3 separate regions of the Zea mays genome follow, and all the other regions are linked to region 1. Evidence: chromatin contacts called from public ChIA-PET and Hi-C data. All regions are on one chromosome and are shown on one strand. The core of a region is the stretch at or near the end of the contact, and the rest is flanking DNA. Distances in the headings are between cores, read along the strand shown. Region 1 holds the start of LOC100502234 (RNA-binding KH domain-containing protein). Region 2 holds the start of LOC100216561. Region 3 holds the start of LOC100282223.

Region 1 (5,117 bases), core at 1,191-3,690:
GAACTAGACACTTGCTTAATTGCTAAGACTAATATGGGCTAGCTCTGGCATCACCGACTTGCCCATGTTGGAATGAAGAATCTTCATAAGCTTCTAAAGGGAGAACACATTTTAGAACTAACAAATGTTCATTTTGAGAAAGACAGTATTTGTAGCGCATGTCAAGCAGGAAAATAAGTTAGTTAGAGTGACTATCCATGTTGGCTAGGCATGGTTTGGGCTATCCATGCCAAGTTGGTGATCTGTGTTACCGTAGCCGCTAATACACCTCTAGTTGATTTGTGCATGCTATTGTTGACATTGCTCCTGCACATAGTAAAACAAAGTATCAAACAACCTTGTTTGCGTCTGCTAGAGATGCATTAGAGTAACATGTCACTTACCTTGTAAACCATTTGGAAAGGAATGGCGACACACCAAGAAGATGAGATACACACACTACTTCGGAACATATGCCTTTTGATTATTCATAAGGAAAAATGTACAATTTTATAGTTTGGAGACTTAGACAACACATACCCTTAGTCGGACTAACCATATATTCATTCCTTTTCTAAGATACATGGCCCATCGGTCTAATTTACGCACTAAGGAAACAACTTATAATAGGTGGTCCATTGGGCTCAACCGTCTCCTTTCGTTGCCCTAATCTGGTTATAATTTGACGGCAACATCAGAACAATCTAGAAGTGTAATGAATGGTTCATAGAGACACTGACTCACCAAAAATGATCAAGTATGTGAACATATCCTGGTGACTTGTTCGAAAGTATACAAAATGGTCACCTAGATCCCTTCCCACCTAAGCCTATAAAGTACAATTATATACATATAATTTTCTAAATTAAGATTAAAATACATATTTTGACCGTGGAAATGGCTATATCATGATGGGATATCGTTTTAGTTTCTCTCTCTCAATATAACATGTATAAAAGGTTACCTAATAAATCATCATATATTGGATGCCCTCACATGAGTACAACTCTATTTGGAACCGTGCCTAATCGTGGTCGTGTGGCCCTGATACGAAGAATTGGTGGCGTAGTTCGTTTCTTGATTTTTCTCCTCATAAGCGGTCGCAAGGTGACCACTAGATATCGAAGAATTCTTTGATATCCATCGCCAACACTAAGAGATAATGTTGACTCCAAAAGGGTACACTAGAGGGCCATTTACCATATATTAGAGAAGATTTTCTTATATATACGCTCTAAAAGCACCTCCAAGAGTCTTTCTAAATTTCATTCTCTAAATTATTATTTCGAGAGTCATTTGCATAAAACTCACCTTCTATATCTTTTCAGTTTCCAACAACTTTTCTATATCTTGTTTGCCTCTAGAGACCCACTGTGTTTCCTATCTTTGGCTAGTGAGAAAATGAAATAAAATATGTCTATATTTGGATAATTATTTAAATAATTTGCTAGAGGTTATTTTTAAATCTATATTTATGTTGATTAGGAAAAATATAGAGAATCTCCTAAGTTGCTCTAACGGTATTATCTGAAACATTTTCTAAATATAGAAAACATTTCTTCGTATCTCTATATAGAGTCTCTCTTCTCCATGGACGAAGTCAGTCTCGAGGTTTGCCGATGTCACCATCATTTTAGATGGATGCCATCAACATTTATATAATATTTAAACATTACTTTACATTATGTTTTCTAAAATCCATCAATGTCAGCTGACACCAACAGTAAGTTGTACCTCCGCCCCTGCTATTATCTCCTTTATCTACTTTTGTACTTTTGATAATGGATTAAGTAAAACTTAAATATGTATAAGATGCTTGAAGGTATGACATACATAGTAAAAAAATCGAAGCAAAATACGTCTTTAATATAAGTGTTTAACATATAGATGCTGAAATATAGAGGACGTTGTTAGAGCGAAATAAGATATATATAAAATAAGAATAAGATGAAATCTTTTATGCCTTGTTTGGTTCAATGAATTGAGATAAATTAAAATTGATTTAATAATAAAATTAGAAGCACTTTCATATTGGTTTCAATTCAGTTGGAGAGATCTATAAGCGGATCCAATCATACATATAATCCATAGATAAGATGGAATGAAACACTAATATGTAGGAGTGATAATAGATCATGATTCAAATGTTTCTTCATAAGTTTTTAGGGTCATAATTAATTTTTTATTAAAAATGAATAGAAATAGAGTCTGATACTAATTTGATTTGATATTTAAATTTTATAGCGTAAAAATTTAGAGTTTTTTGTTACGTACGATACCAGGTTGGTGCAAACGAAAGGATTCTTTGGTGGTGGGCCGGTAGCAAAAGAAGGAAAGAAAGAAAGCGAAGGGAAACATGGTCCAGAAGGAACCACACGCGGCCCATGAGAAAAAAACACGAGCTCGTGAATCGTGGCGACAAAAGGTTGCCACCCTCCGTGGCTGGCTAACCCTCTTCGTCGATCGGTGTCCCTAGCCTCCCCCTGCCCGGCTGTCCTCCTCGATTTCGCAAGCTCCTGGTTACGGCGGCATCTATCGTTCCGCCGCAAGGGCCGCATCGTCTCTCTCGCGACGCTGCCCCAGACCGCCGAGGTCAGTGCCCCTCCGCCGGCTCTTCCTGCCACACGCCCCGTCGAATCCCGCGACGGCGGGCCTTAGTTCGGCGTCTGCACCCCGTAGATCCGGGCGGTAGAGCCCTTGTTTCGTGCCAATCCGTCTTCTTGGTGGTTCGATCTCTTCGGTGGGCGCGTAGACGTGGTAAAGATAAGTATGTGAGCCAATTATTTCGGAATTTCTTGCCTGACGGTTGCGCTTTGAAAGCTCCCCCGCCCGCTAATAGGAAGGACTAAAGGTAGAGTTTGATAATTAGCAGACGCATGTGCCAGACCGTGTAGTGTTTGCTTCTTTGCTAACCTTTGGTTGGGTTTTGGATTAACCTAATTAATTAAGTTGGAAATTGAAAATGTGCCACTTTCTCATAGGAACGTCTGTTTCCTGGTTTATGCATTACTCAGCATATTGATTTTTCCCACCACGGTAAAACCGAATTTCTTTACTTGACAATGACGAAATTACAAGTGTTTGTAACTTACTAATCATACTGAAAACATGATATGTTGACTTTTTTAACTGTAGTGTTAAAAAAACTGTTAACCTAGGTACTATGCATTTGTACCAAGAAATTAATGCATGCCTAAGTTAGTACATCATCCTTTTTTGGTTTGATGGTATTGGAGTTTGCAGTTCAGAGATTTCAATACCCAATTTTTTTTTCTATATAACACAATTACACAAAAGGGTTGCCCTATCGAGAGAAAAAATGTCGTAGTTATATCACACCACATGTTCTGCTATTAAGGACATTGTGGACTGCTATTTAAGTTTGTGTTCATTTGGTGCACTGTTCTATGTGTTTTTTTACTGTTTTACCTCTGCTTCCAGATAATGGCTGGCCACCGAAACAGTCATGGAAAGCGCCAGTCTGATTTTACTGAAAATGGAGGCAGTAAGAGAAGAAATCCTGGCGATGATACATATGCACCTGGTCCTGATGACACTGTGTATCGCTACCTCTGTGCCTCTAGAAAAATTGGGAGTATCATTGGCAGGGGTGGAGAAATTGCAAAGCAGTTGAGGACTGAGACCCAAGCTAAGATCAGGATTGGCGAGAGTGTCCCTGGATGTGATGAGCGAGTTGTTACCATATTTAGCACAAGCAGGAAAACTAATACCATCGATGGTGCTGAAGATGAGGTTTGCCCTGCTCAGGATGCCCTCTTTAGAGTTCATGAGAGGCTTGCCAGTGATGAGGGTCTTGGGAACGAAGACAGCGAAGAAATTTCACCTCAAGTTACTGTTCGCTTGCTTGTGCCATCAGACCAGATTGGATGCATTATTGGAAAAGGTGGGCAGATCATCCAAGGAATCCGCAGTGAGACTGGTGCACAAATACGTGTCCTTAGTAATGATCATATCCCCGCATGTGCCATTAGTGGAGACGAACTTCTCCAGGTTTGCAATTCACATCAATTCCTTAATTACCTAAACAAACTGTACTGCATATGAATGTATTTATCTATCCTTACTCTTTAATATAATCCTGGCAGTGTCTCCTTTCTTAAATGTATACACCATTTATTTTTTACTGAAACTTGAAAAGATGTCTGGAATTGTATGGTTTGCTGTCTGTGCTAATCATCTTTACTGATAAGACTTACAAATATTTTTGACACTAGATATCTGGGGACACGGTAGTTGTCAGAAAGGCTCTTCATCAAGTGTCATCTCGCCTCCATAACAACCCATCCAAGTCACAGCATCTTCTTGCATCCAGCTTGACCCAACCTTATCCAGGGAGCACCCACCTTGGTGGTTCCTCTACTGCACCTGTTGTAGGGATCACTCCAGTAATTCCTCCTTATGGTGGCTACAAAGGTGATGTAGCAGGAGATTGGCCCTCTTTATACCAACCACGAAGGGATGAGAGCTCTGCAAAGGAGTTTAGCTTGCGTTTACTTTGTGCTGCTGCAAATGTGGGGGGTGTAATTGGGAAGGGTGGTGGAATTATCAAACAGATTAGGCAGGAGTCTGGGGCTTTAATCAAAGTGGCTAGCTCCAATTCAGACCCTGATGATGACTGCATAATTACAGTTTCTGCGAAAGAGGTGATTTCTCTTTTTGATCTGCTTATATTATGCTTTCTTGCCTTTTCTTGGTTGCTTTTCTTGACCAACCATGTATTTTGTTCCATGCAGTTCTTTGAAGATCCTGTATCTCCAACAATTGATGCTGCAGTTCGTTTGCAGCCTAGATGCAGCGAGAAAAGTGATTTAGAATCAGCTGAGCAGTCATACACAACACGCTTGCTGGTGTCAACATCACGTATTGGGTGCCTAATTGGCAAAGGTGGTTCAATCATTACTGAGATACGGAGAACATCCAGAGCAAATGTACGTATTCTTTCAAAAGAAAATGTTCCAAAGGTAGCAGCAGAAGATGATGAGATGGTTCAGGTAGCAATTTGGGCTTTCTGATATTGTTATTTTTTGAGGGATTCGCGTGGTTATATGCTATAGCAGGTTTTCATTATATCGATTTGCCTGTGCTCCAGATCACTGGAGGCCTTGATGTTGCAAGAA
Region 2 (5,117 bases), core at 1,788-4,287, 190 kb before region 1:
TGTTTTCCAATAAATAATATTTACACACCACTGAGACACGGTAAGAAGATATGTCTGCCCTCATCGAAGGCAACTGGCTGAACCCATCTTTAAGATAAAGCTGAGGCCTGGGAGGACAGGATTACATCAATTTCACAATACCACAGGCTTTCCAGTTAGAAAGAAATAAATACAAAATAAACTTTAGAATGGCAGAAAATGGCTTTCCAGTTTCCACAATTCATGTAATAACTCATACAAAAATACCTTTTAAACATGACGTAGATGTATATCAGGATTGCAAGAGAAATAGCACAACCAAAAGCCCATTCAGATAAGACCTACAAAATCAAGAAATAACCCAAGGACCGTCATTCTCCTTTTCTTCCGACTAAAAAGTGTTTCATTTATGCCCTGTACTGCAAAGTTTGTTTCTCGGTAGGCTCTTTGATCCTTTTTAATTAAAAAACACTAGCGACTAAGCACAATCAAAATATAGAGAAGGGTTACTCACTGTGAAAACCACAATAATTGGCAATACAACAGTGAGATAGTCTACAGCTAGTGTAGAGAAGTATTGCATCCAATCTTTACCAACAGGGTGAACTTGATCATCGTTTTTCTTTGCTGAATCCTTCCTAGAATTATCTAAAACATGATGAAACAAGAGACGTATTGTGCTTTGTCAGATCAAATCTATACATGGAAAATAAAATAAGAGAGTGTTTTTTTGTTAATGTGATAATTTAAAAGGTCATACTTATAAAATACAGAGTATACTTGAAATGGATGGCCTAACCTATGGCATCAACCATCAGATTTATCAACAAGCTATAAATGGAGGGTGACACGTACAATTACTAATAGAAAGTTAAAAGGTATACATTTTCTACGCTGACACAGTGACACACTGTAGAATAACTTGGACTATATTGTTGAATTCACGATTTACATAAAACAGATCCACAGTTAAATATGCAAAAGTTGCAGCCTACTAGTAATCTGATTTTCCAATCATATTAGTTGATCTCACTTGCAGATTTCTCGTGGGAATTGATTCATTGACACCTTAGGCTACAATATAAGAGCACAATTCGCAGTATTTCATATGAACTGACCTCTGCTGCTCCACTTTCTGAGAACTACCAATGCCTATGCACCAAAAGAGAAATGAAGTCAAAGCCCTAACTCAATGTGCTTCGCATACAGAAAAATTAGCAGGAGATTTGAATGGGTTACCGGCACGACGGTGGAGAGCGCCGCGATCTCCAGCAGGGAAGACCCCGTCAAGTTGCTGACGAATCTGCATCACCAAGGCAGGAAAAGGTTAATTAGAGTCGTAAGGGCAAGAAGGGGAGCGACTGAAACCACAGCCTCGATTCATGGGCTAGGGACCCTGGACTTACTGTTCCTTCAAAAGCTTATTCGGGTTCAGGGACTTATCGAAGAGGCGGTCCTCCATCGAGACTCAGAGGTGCGGGAGTTGAGGCGTGAGGGACGAGGAGAACTGCAGGTAAGGCGTCACATATGACCGCAGGAACGGCAGCCGGAGGACGACGGCGAGGTGAGTGCTTCGCTGGCAGCGGCGAACCGGCAACCTGCGACGACGCCTTGCCAGCCCAGTTTGGTAAGGCTCCCGCTCCCGCTTTCAACAACTTTCACTCCGGCCGCTCTCTAGTCAGAGTCAGTGGCTTCTCCGTCTGCTCCCTCCCACATCTGGGAGAAATTTTCCATTATAAAACACAGCAGAGGTGGATTCGACGAACGGGAGGGCTTCGACAATTTGGAAAAATAAAGAAAGGCCAAACTCTGGAATGGAAAAGATTTCTCTATTACCCGCTACCGACACAGATTAATTTCCTGATGCTCACGCCGTCAGCTACCTCTCCTCCGTCTGAGATGTAGATGAACAGAGGTCGCCACGGTTGGTGCCCTCGCCGCGTTCTACGCCCTTGCTGCTCGTCCTTTGCCTGGTCAACAGAGGCGGTGGAGAGGGCGAGGCCCTGGGGACGGTGACGGTGTTCCTGGCGCTGCAATGCGCGGTGCACCTGGCCGCCGTGGCCGTTGTCGCGCACGAGAAGCCGTTCCGCTCAGCGGCGCTGGCCCTGCGCCACGACGTTGGAGCTGTCGGACGTGCCGACGCTGGCACCGTCCCACCCGGAGTGTATGCACGAGCACAAGCTCTTCACCCTGCACTGCCCGTCGTCGTGGGCGTCCAAGGACAATAACCCGCACACGCTGTTCCGCGCCTTCTGGGCGCAGTTCCTACTGAACGCGTTGCTGGCGCTGCTCCGACTGGCCGTCATGTACGTTGGCCCGACGCTGATCCAGAGCTTCGTGGACTTCACGTCGGCGGGCGAGCAGCGACTGTTCGAGGAGGGCGCGCGGCTGGTGGTGACGCTGCTGGCGGCCAAGTGCGCGGAGACGCTGTGCAACCACTAGTACAACTTCCACAGCCATCAACTGGGGACGAAGATCCGGAGTGCCCTCATCGTGGCGTTGTATTCATGTGATGAATTAGTGTGTGGCTGTTTAACTGAAACCATGTTGTTTATCAGAAACCATGTTGTTTATCTGAACACGGTTTATCAGAATGTTGTATTGATTATTTGAATACAAGTTCAGAATGCTATGTTGTTTATCTGTATGCTTCACCCTTGTTAACGGAAACATGTTCTCTTATCAAGTTCAAATAGCATACATGGTCCAACGAGACAGAGAAATACAATTTTAGTACTTAACAAGTAGCAGGGCGTGGGAAGGAGGAGCGGGCCGCTGGCCGTGGTATCGGCAGTGTGCGCACAGGGAATGGTGTGGGCGCTGGGAGACGGAGGACGAGCGACAGTGGTCTGAGGTGGAGATCGGTGACTGCTCACCAATGTGGCAGCAGCAGCCATCGCCGTCGCCCTCGTGCGCAGTGGCCGAAGAAGGAGGGGGCGACGAGCCGACGAAGATCCCTTCGACGACCACATCGCGATCCCTGCGCTACCTCCAGAAGCTGCTCGATGGCGCCGGGTCCTTGGACGGTGAAAAGCGAAGGCGGAGAACGAACGGCATTGGCAGCTGGCCGAGACACAGGGCAGTGGCGACGGTGGCTGCTGCGCAGACGATGGGCACGACCGGACGAAGACATGAGCAGGCACGACCGGACGAAGACATGAGCAGGCAGCGACGGCGGTCGGTCGGAGCGCGACACGAGAAGGCAGCGATGGGACAGACGCCGTGGAGGCCTTGTTCGTTTATGTCGGATTGTATCTGGAATCGAATCAAAGTTTATATAAATTAGAGAAGCAATTCGATTAGAAATCGTTTCGACCCACCAATCCAGCATAAACGAACAAATCCTAATTCTCACGGTGGGAGATTAATCTATGTCGGCAGCGGGTAATAGGGAAATCTTGTCCATTTCAAAGTTTGGTCTTTCTCTACTTTTCTAAACTATCGAATCCTCCACCTATGTCTCTATTTGGTCGAATCAACATCTGCTATATTTTATAATGGCAAATTTCTCCACATCTGGAGGAGCTTGCTCCCTCGTCATCCGTAAGGGCTGGGCGTTCGGTTTTTCTAGAAATTTCGTAGGTTGTTCAGGTTTTTAAAATTTCGTATATCCAAGCTAAACCTACTCGAAATTTCAGGTACGGGTACTAAGAACCCGATATATTAGAGATTTTTATTATTATGAAACACGTCATATTCGGCTTCGTCAAAACATATACGTTAGGAAGAGATTCGACGATTTAGAAATCCACACGACACGTAGCCACCGGTATGGACTCAAAATCTCTCTTAGACGTTGAGGAGAGCCATTAAGCCTCCTCCGTCAGAACCAGTCTGCGCGGGCACAACTTTCGTTCGCATCGCCGTCAGTGCTGGTGTAGCTGCCGCCCGTGAGTACCTCCGGTGAGCTCTCTCCTTCCTCTTCTTCCTCCCCATTCTCCGTTCTCCATTCCTTGACCGTAATATAGATCCCCATTCCCCAATGCGAGATTTCCTCCACTACAATCTAGATCCTCATTCCACATTCCCCATTCTACATTCCTCGTTTCTTGCAGTGGAGCACGACCAGTTGAAATACTGCGCTGAAGTCATCTCCTCTATGGATGCATCAGCCTCGGACACCAACGCCGAGGTCGACGAGGCGTCCCCCTAGGTGTGTCTCTTTGTGTTGGTTGTGATAGGCACTATAAGATTTGTTCTTGCTTGTACCATGGAATTCATGTTTGTACCTAGCAAGTTCATGATTTGTCCTAGCAAGTTTAACCATATATGTACATTCATGCATGTACCAGTGCCAGGCATAGGCTTGTCTTCCATATCCTTAGTTACATTGGGACAGATGGATGGCAACAAGGTAAGATGTGGTTGCTCTTTGTTTTGTAGTAAAGTTATCTTGGCTTTTGGCTATTTCATTGAGTTGAGCTCTGTTGTATAGGACTATGAGAATGTATAAGAAAAATCTTTGTTTTATTGGGATTCTATGGTTCTCAATGTTTTTTGGGAGGAGGAAGGGAGACGTGATGTTCCTAGTGAGATGCAGATGTATTCTCAACTTGGACTTATTGAGAGGACGAGGCTGAGGAAAATAGAAGAGATGAAGCCTTACGAGGTGCTACAAGTAATTTGGATCAAATCGGACCATATTGATTTGGGAGACCACAATATAGACCAACCATGTGAAGACTATCTGTCGGACGAGAAGAGAGTTAAGTATGATAAAATAAATCCCTCAATGCAACCAGACAGTTTGTTTCCCAACATGAAGGAATTTCGAATTGCTATGAGGTAGTATGCCATAAAGCATGAGTTCGAACTTGGAATCGATGTTACTTTAACTATTCGATACGTTGGCTATTGCAAAGGTGGTGATTGCCCTTGGAGGATCTATGCACGGGAGGAAAAGAAAGGATTATCGACCATCGTCGTATGTTATTTCCTTTTTCCAACCAATCATTTTGTATTTTTTTTGTTTGTTGGTTACTAAATCGTAAACCGACAACTTGCAGGTTGTTGTCTTGCATGACGTGCATACTTGCACATCCAGTGGAAGGAGGAAGACGACAACACCAAGTAGTGGATGGGTAGATGTGAATCATCTAGGCCCTTTAGTGATGTTTTGGTAATTAATGACAACTGCT
Region 3 (5,117 bases), core at 1,494-3,993, 130 kb after region 1:
CGCAGGCCGTCGGCAACCTCACGAACCTGGAGGTGCTGGACCTGTCCAACAACCGCCTGACGGGCGAGATCCCCAGGGCGCTAGAGAGCCTCCACTTCCTCTCCTACTTCAACGTCTCCAACAACGACTTGGACGGGCATGTTCGGGCAGGAGGTCAGTTCTGCACGTTCCCGAGCTCTAGCTTCGCGGGGAACCCGGGGATAGAGGCGGCTGCGGGAGCGGATCCGGCGCTAGGCGCGACTCGCGAGCGAGGATGGCATCGCAATCGGGCGGTGGGGATGGACGCAATCGGACGGTCAGGATAGAGGCGGGGGCATGGTTGTGCCTGGTCTACACTATCGTCTTAAGGATTAGTAGAGAATACAATGAACAAATAATAGACGACTATATCACATCACAACAAACTAATCCCTAATTGATTATGTTTTCTTTCTTTGGTAGACACATGTATATTATAATATATTACTTCTATATGTCTAGATAAGATGTTTCAGTTGATCAAAATACTACTTCATTTTTATACTCTATGTGGCGATGTTCTCACTTTTTATGTCTGTTTCCGATCATGTTCCATTTGTTTTGGTTCGTTTTCGTCATCCTATTAGTCCCGTCGTCGATTGCGTTTCCAATGGTCCTTTTTCCAAAATAAAATATGAAAATAAAAATAGTAGAATGGTTATCATGACTAATCATATTCATTTTCATCCTTACTACTACTCACATATTCATCTCCTTCCCTTCCTCACACCAAAGATTGTGCTACCCCAAAGATTGGTAGCCACCCCTTCATGCTCACCACAGCCAGCTCCACCCAAGTCGCAGCCAGCTATAGCCTCCTATATATGACCAGGCTCCAGCCAGTAGTAGCCTCCTCTAGCCATGCTTATGCTGGCCGTCGCCAAGTTGGCCATATATAGCCTCTCTCGGTCGACCATTGTTGGCCATAACCATAAACTTTCTAGGGCTAGCCCTAGCCCCGAGCAGCCACGCGACTCGCTCGCGCTCTTCTCCTACGCGCTCGACAAGTTCTCGCTCACCGCGGCACTCCAAAGCCCTGCTTCTGGAGTGATGATGCACGGTCGCCTCCTCCGAGTTGGTCTGCCGGGCCCTGCTCCCCGTGGGCAATGCACACATCGCCATGTACCTAAGGGTGGTAATAGATTACGATCTAAATGCTATTTCACAAAATAGTAGAGCATTAAATAAATTTTAGTTTAAAAATAAATAGAAATAGAGTCTGATTCTAATCCAATCCAATTCTTAAATCTTATAGCGTAAATAAAATTTAGAGCCTATTGTTATCCATATATGTACCTCCTTTCACAAGATTGTCGTGCAGAGTGGATGGAATGCAATGGCCGAGAGGTTAGTAACTCCCTGGTTTCCCTGTGTACTAAATCATCAGTTTGCTTGATGATGTCGTGCGGATCCTTGAGTCCATGCATGGAGGTGCGGAATTCACTGAATGATGCTAGTACATAGTCAAATGAAGCTCTTGGTTACGTAGAACAAGCTAAGCCACTTCTCTCTTCAGAAGAGACTAGTATCATCTCCTGGACTGCAATGGTACGTAGGGGCCGGACTTGCAAGGGATGGCCGCTGTGCAATGAAAGTCGGTAATCAGACCACTGTCAACTTTTGTACGAAGGAGATGAATCTCTTGGCGGCATCATGATTGATGGAGCGAGATCAAGCTCTTAGGTTTAGTTTGGGAGCCATAAAATCGGAGAAGATTAGAGGGATTAGATTCTCCTTCTTATTCAGTTTTGAATAAGAAGAGAATTTAACCACTTCAATTTCTTCCGGTTTTCTGGCTCTCAAACTAATCCTCGAGGTTATTTAACACACCATGTTTTCTTTTATGCACTTGGCGCATTACTAGAACAATTCTAGCGACCTTATTTCTTGCTTGTTTTGACCATACATACATGTAATTGCTTACTTATCGATTGATGTGGGGCACACATGTAGAAACAATAACATATGTAAGTAAATGTTTAATGCTATCAAAATTTCTAAACTGATTTGTGTCGGTTGATATATGTATTATTCAAAATAGGCCACTGTGACAGTTTACAGTGATAATCTACTTTTACTTATGATAGGCATTTGTGAGATTATTTGTGCCATCCAGAAGGTTCTAATCGTATATCCTTTTTATTCATATTGTAACTAAATAATAATTGGTAGCTAGGCAAATTGATTTGGTCCATGTCAGGATGATTTGCTACAACAACATGTTAGGACGGTCCTAACTATTTGGTAATTGTTCAGGGACCGTTACTATTGTTCTTGGGCAAAGCGAAAATTTGCTACAAATTACTCGCCGCAAAGATCTGTGTCAAAATAGTATCCGTTTTAGGGCGTTGTCTAGGGTTCATTGTCACCAATTTGAATATGGAAACAAAAACAATGACCTAAAACGAATATTATATTGGGACGGAGGAAGTATTTTGTTATGTGTGCAAGATTGAATTTACCATGATCTTGATTTTGGCTTGGCTATCAAACATCTCGTGGCTTTTTTTTTGTTCCTGTTCCTGTTGCAGTACATGGGCTTAATCATACCGTAGTATTGCATCCATGCCAAAAAAAAAATGTTAAACAAATATTATAGATTGGTCCACAGCCCACCTAAAAAGGTTGCTGCTGTATCTGACGGTTTTGCGGCCCAATACATCGGGCCAGAAACGAACCCGCATCACTGACTACAAACCCACCCGGTGTCCCTTGCTCCCTCTTCTGTCCAGTCCTCTGTCCTCACCTTATCCCCAAAACCCTATCAGCCCAAAACCGAACCCACACCTCTGCGGCTCTGCCCTTCCCATGGCGGCCACGCTATTCTCCACCTCCCTCTTGCCCCAGTTCCTCTCCCTCTCCGCTAAGCCCGCCGCCGCCGCCCCGTCCGCCGCCGCCTTCCCATCGGGGCTGCCGCAGCTCCACGCGCTGTCCGCCGCGGCGGTGGGCTTTAGGCCGCTCGAGCCCGTGCGAGCGGCCGCGACCGCGGCCGTGACGGAGGAGCTCGAGGCGGAGGGGCGTTCGGGCGGGGACGAGTTTTCAGATGATCTCAGGGTCTTCGTCGGTAACCTTCCGTTCAGCGTCGACAGCGCCCAGCTCGCGGGACTTTTCGAGCAGGCCGGCTCCGTCGAGATGGTCGAGGTGGGTGTCGTATATGCATTCGATAATCAGTAGGCCCTAGTGATCACATTTCGTTTTTTCTTCTATTATACTTCGCCTATAAATTTGGCGATCCTAGTGTTCATGCTGCTGGGAAATTAACTGATATTGAGTGCTATCAAAGTTGAGAGACAGAATATGCCTACTGTTAGCTGCGGTATAGGCAATAAGAATACTAACTACAGTCAACAACGCAATTAGTTGGGTCATAACTTCTTTCAGTAGGCCACCCCCATCAATAAGATATATCAATTTTTTTTGCCAATTGATAGCATTGCATTTTGTTGCAGGTTATCTATGACAAATTGACGGGAAGAAGCCGTGGATTCGGGTTTGTGACCATGTCTTCGGTCGAAGAGGTTGAGGTGGCTGTTGACCAATTTAATGGCTATGTGAGTTCACTCCGGTTCTTCCAGAGCTATGCACCTTCTTTTGCTGTCACAATGGATCATTCTCCTAATGTGCGACATTGTTTATTTACCTGGAATTGTGACCTTTGCAATACTCTAGGAATTCCGTGATGTTCATTCATGTCTCCGCACCAGATCCTGCATTGCATAAATCAAGTTCTAAGTTAATGGTTACTCTTAAGGATTCAGATAGAGCATTTGTATTCTGTTTCCTTGATTGAGTATATTCTGTTACAGAATGTCTAGAAGTTGTTCATTTTCTTATGTATCGGACATGATCTCTCGAAATATAGGTGCTTGATGGAAGAAGTTTGAGGGTGAACTCTGGGCCGCCACCACCCAGAGATCGGTCATCACCGTCACCGCAAAGACCCAGGGGTGATGCCAACAGGGTCTACGTGGGTAACCTTTCCTGGGGAGTTGACAATTCAGCTCTCGCAAACCTGTTCAGTGAGCAAGGTGAGGTACTGGAAGCAAGGATCATCTATGACAGGGAGAGTGGAAGGTCAAGGGGGTTTGGTTTTGTCACGTACGGTTCCGCCGAAGAGGTTGAGAATGCAATATCTAATCTCGATGGCGCTGTGAGTTCTGAATCACTCTTTTTTCCCCTAGCTGCTCACGCCACAGCCTTCGAAAGTTGAAGTCTAGTCGTCTTTCAGGATGTACTGAATTGGTTTATCATTACCCTGCAGGACTTGGACGGCAGACAGATCCGTGTTACGGTAGCAGAGTCGAAGCCACCTAGGCAGCAATACTGAAATTCCTCTTGAGATTTTTGTAGGTGTACCGGTAGCCCAAACTCTGGATTATAGTGACGCCAGTCCTGGATTTGGTCTCGAGATTCATTGAAGTTAAAAAGCCCTCATGTATATGGCTCACTATTTATATACATGTAATATTGGATTCCCGTGTTCAGTGTCCTTTTGTATCAATTTGGCTGCATAGTGTCTTGTGGCACTTCAAAGGACATAGATTGTTGACGGGCAACCAAACCTCAAGAAAGTATCTTGTATTGTTTCTTGTCTCGTGTGGTTTGTTCACTATATTTACTTTTGCAATTACATTTATCTACTTGTATGATATTTCTGTATTGTAATTAGTAATAATTGTATTCCTTGCTAAGTAGGTTGCATTGATCAAAATAAACTAAAGACCTACTAGAATTATTTAGAGGCTTGCATAAGATGAATTAGTGTTAGTGCAAAATAGTTGCTTTAACACTACTTTTGTACTTTATCAAACTTTGCTCTACTGACTTGTGAGTTTGTAGGATATTTTTGTAAGTTATTCACCCTCCGTCTAACCTTCTAGGTACCGATGGTCAATGTTTAATTTTTCTTGCCTTGAATACGGTATCTACTTAGATAAATAATTAAACATGTTTGAGTTACAGCTTTACATGATATAACTTCTTAACTCAACATGCCTTCTTTACATTCGTTCTTAGCCTTTTACACGTCTTTATTGATCTCCTAATCTTAACCAAATAAGATAAATTTGTGCATCATTTGACTTTGGGAGATGTATATC

Evidence for each region. A called contact is a pair of places that touch in the nucleus more often than the background predicts. ChIA-PET counts read pairs in DNA pulled down with a chosen protein or histone mark.
Region 2: a Hi-C map of ear shows a contact between it and region 1, with 1.9 times the contacts expected there. The contact joins the promoter of LOC100216561 here to the promoter of LOC100502234 in region 1. A contact is called at or near these places in 2 of 25 Hi-C or Micro-C datasets (ear and leaf).
Region 3: a contact with region 1 is called in an RNA polymerase II ChIA-PET map of seedling, with 7 times the contacts expected there. The contact joins the promoter of LOC100282223 here to the promoter of LOC100502234 in region 1. A contact is called at or near these places in 10 of 25 Hi-C or Micro-C datasets (bundle sheath, ear, endosperm and 4 more) and 1 of 3 datasets of contacts at active chromatin or transcription factors (seedling).

Annotation. Positions count from the first base shown.
Region 1 is chr1:65,383,159-65,388,275 of Zm-B73-REFERENCE-NAM-5.0, reverse strand. LOC100502234 (RNA-binding KH domain-containing protein) reads left to right here and starts at 2,440. Exons shown (of 8, transcript NM_001196711.1): 1 at 2,440-2,571; 2 at 3,421-3,990; 3 at 4,215-4,643; 4 at 4,734-4,991; 5 at 5,090-5,117. The coding sequence starts at 3,424.
Region 2 is chr1:65,575,898-65,581,014 of Zm-B73-REFERENCE-NAM-5.0, reverse strand. It overlaps LOC100216561, which reads right to left and starts at 3,037. Exons shown (of 17, transcript NM_001321565.1): 1 at 2,856-3,037; 2 at 1,386-1,695; 3 at 1,219-1,282; 4 at 1,098-1,131; 5 at 494-627; 6 at 247-320; 7 at 29-107. The coding sequence starts at 1,441.
Region 3 is chr1:65,249,841-65,254,957 of Zm-B73-REFERENCE-NAM-5.0, reverse strand. LOC100282223 reads left to right here and starts at 2,743. Exons shown (of 4, transcript NM_001371844.1): 1 at 2,743-3,159; 2 at 3,468-3,569; 3 at 3,881-4,168; 4 at 4,280-4,630. The coding sequence starts at 2,827. The coding sequence ends at 4,345. It also overlaps the pseudogene LOC103644680.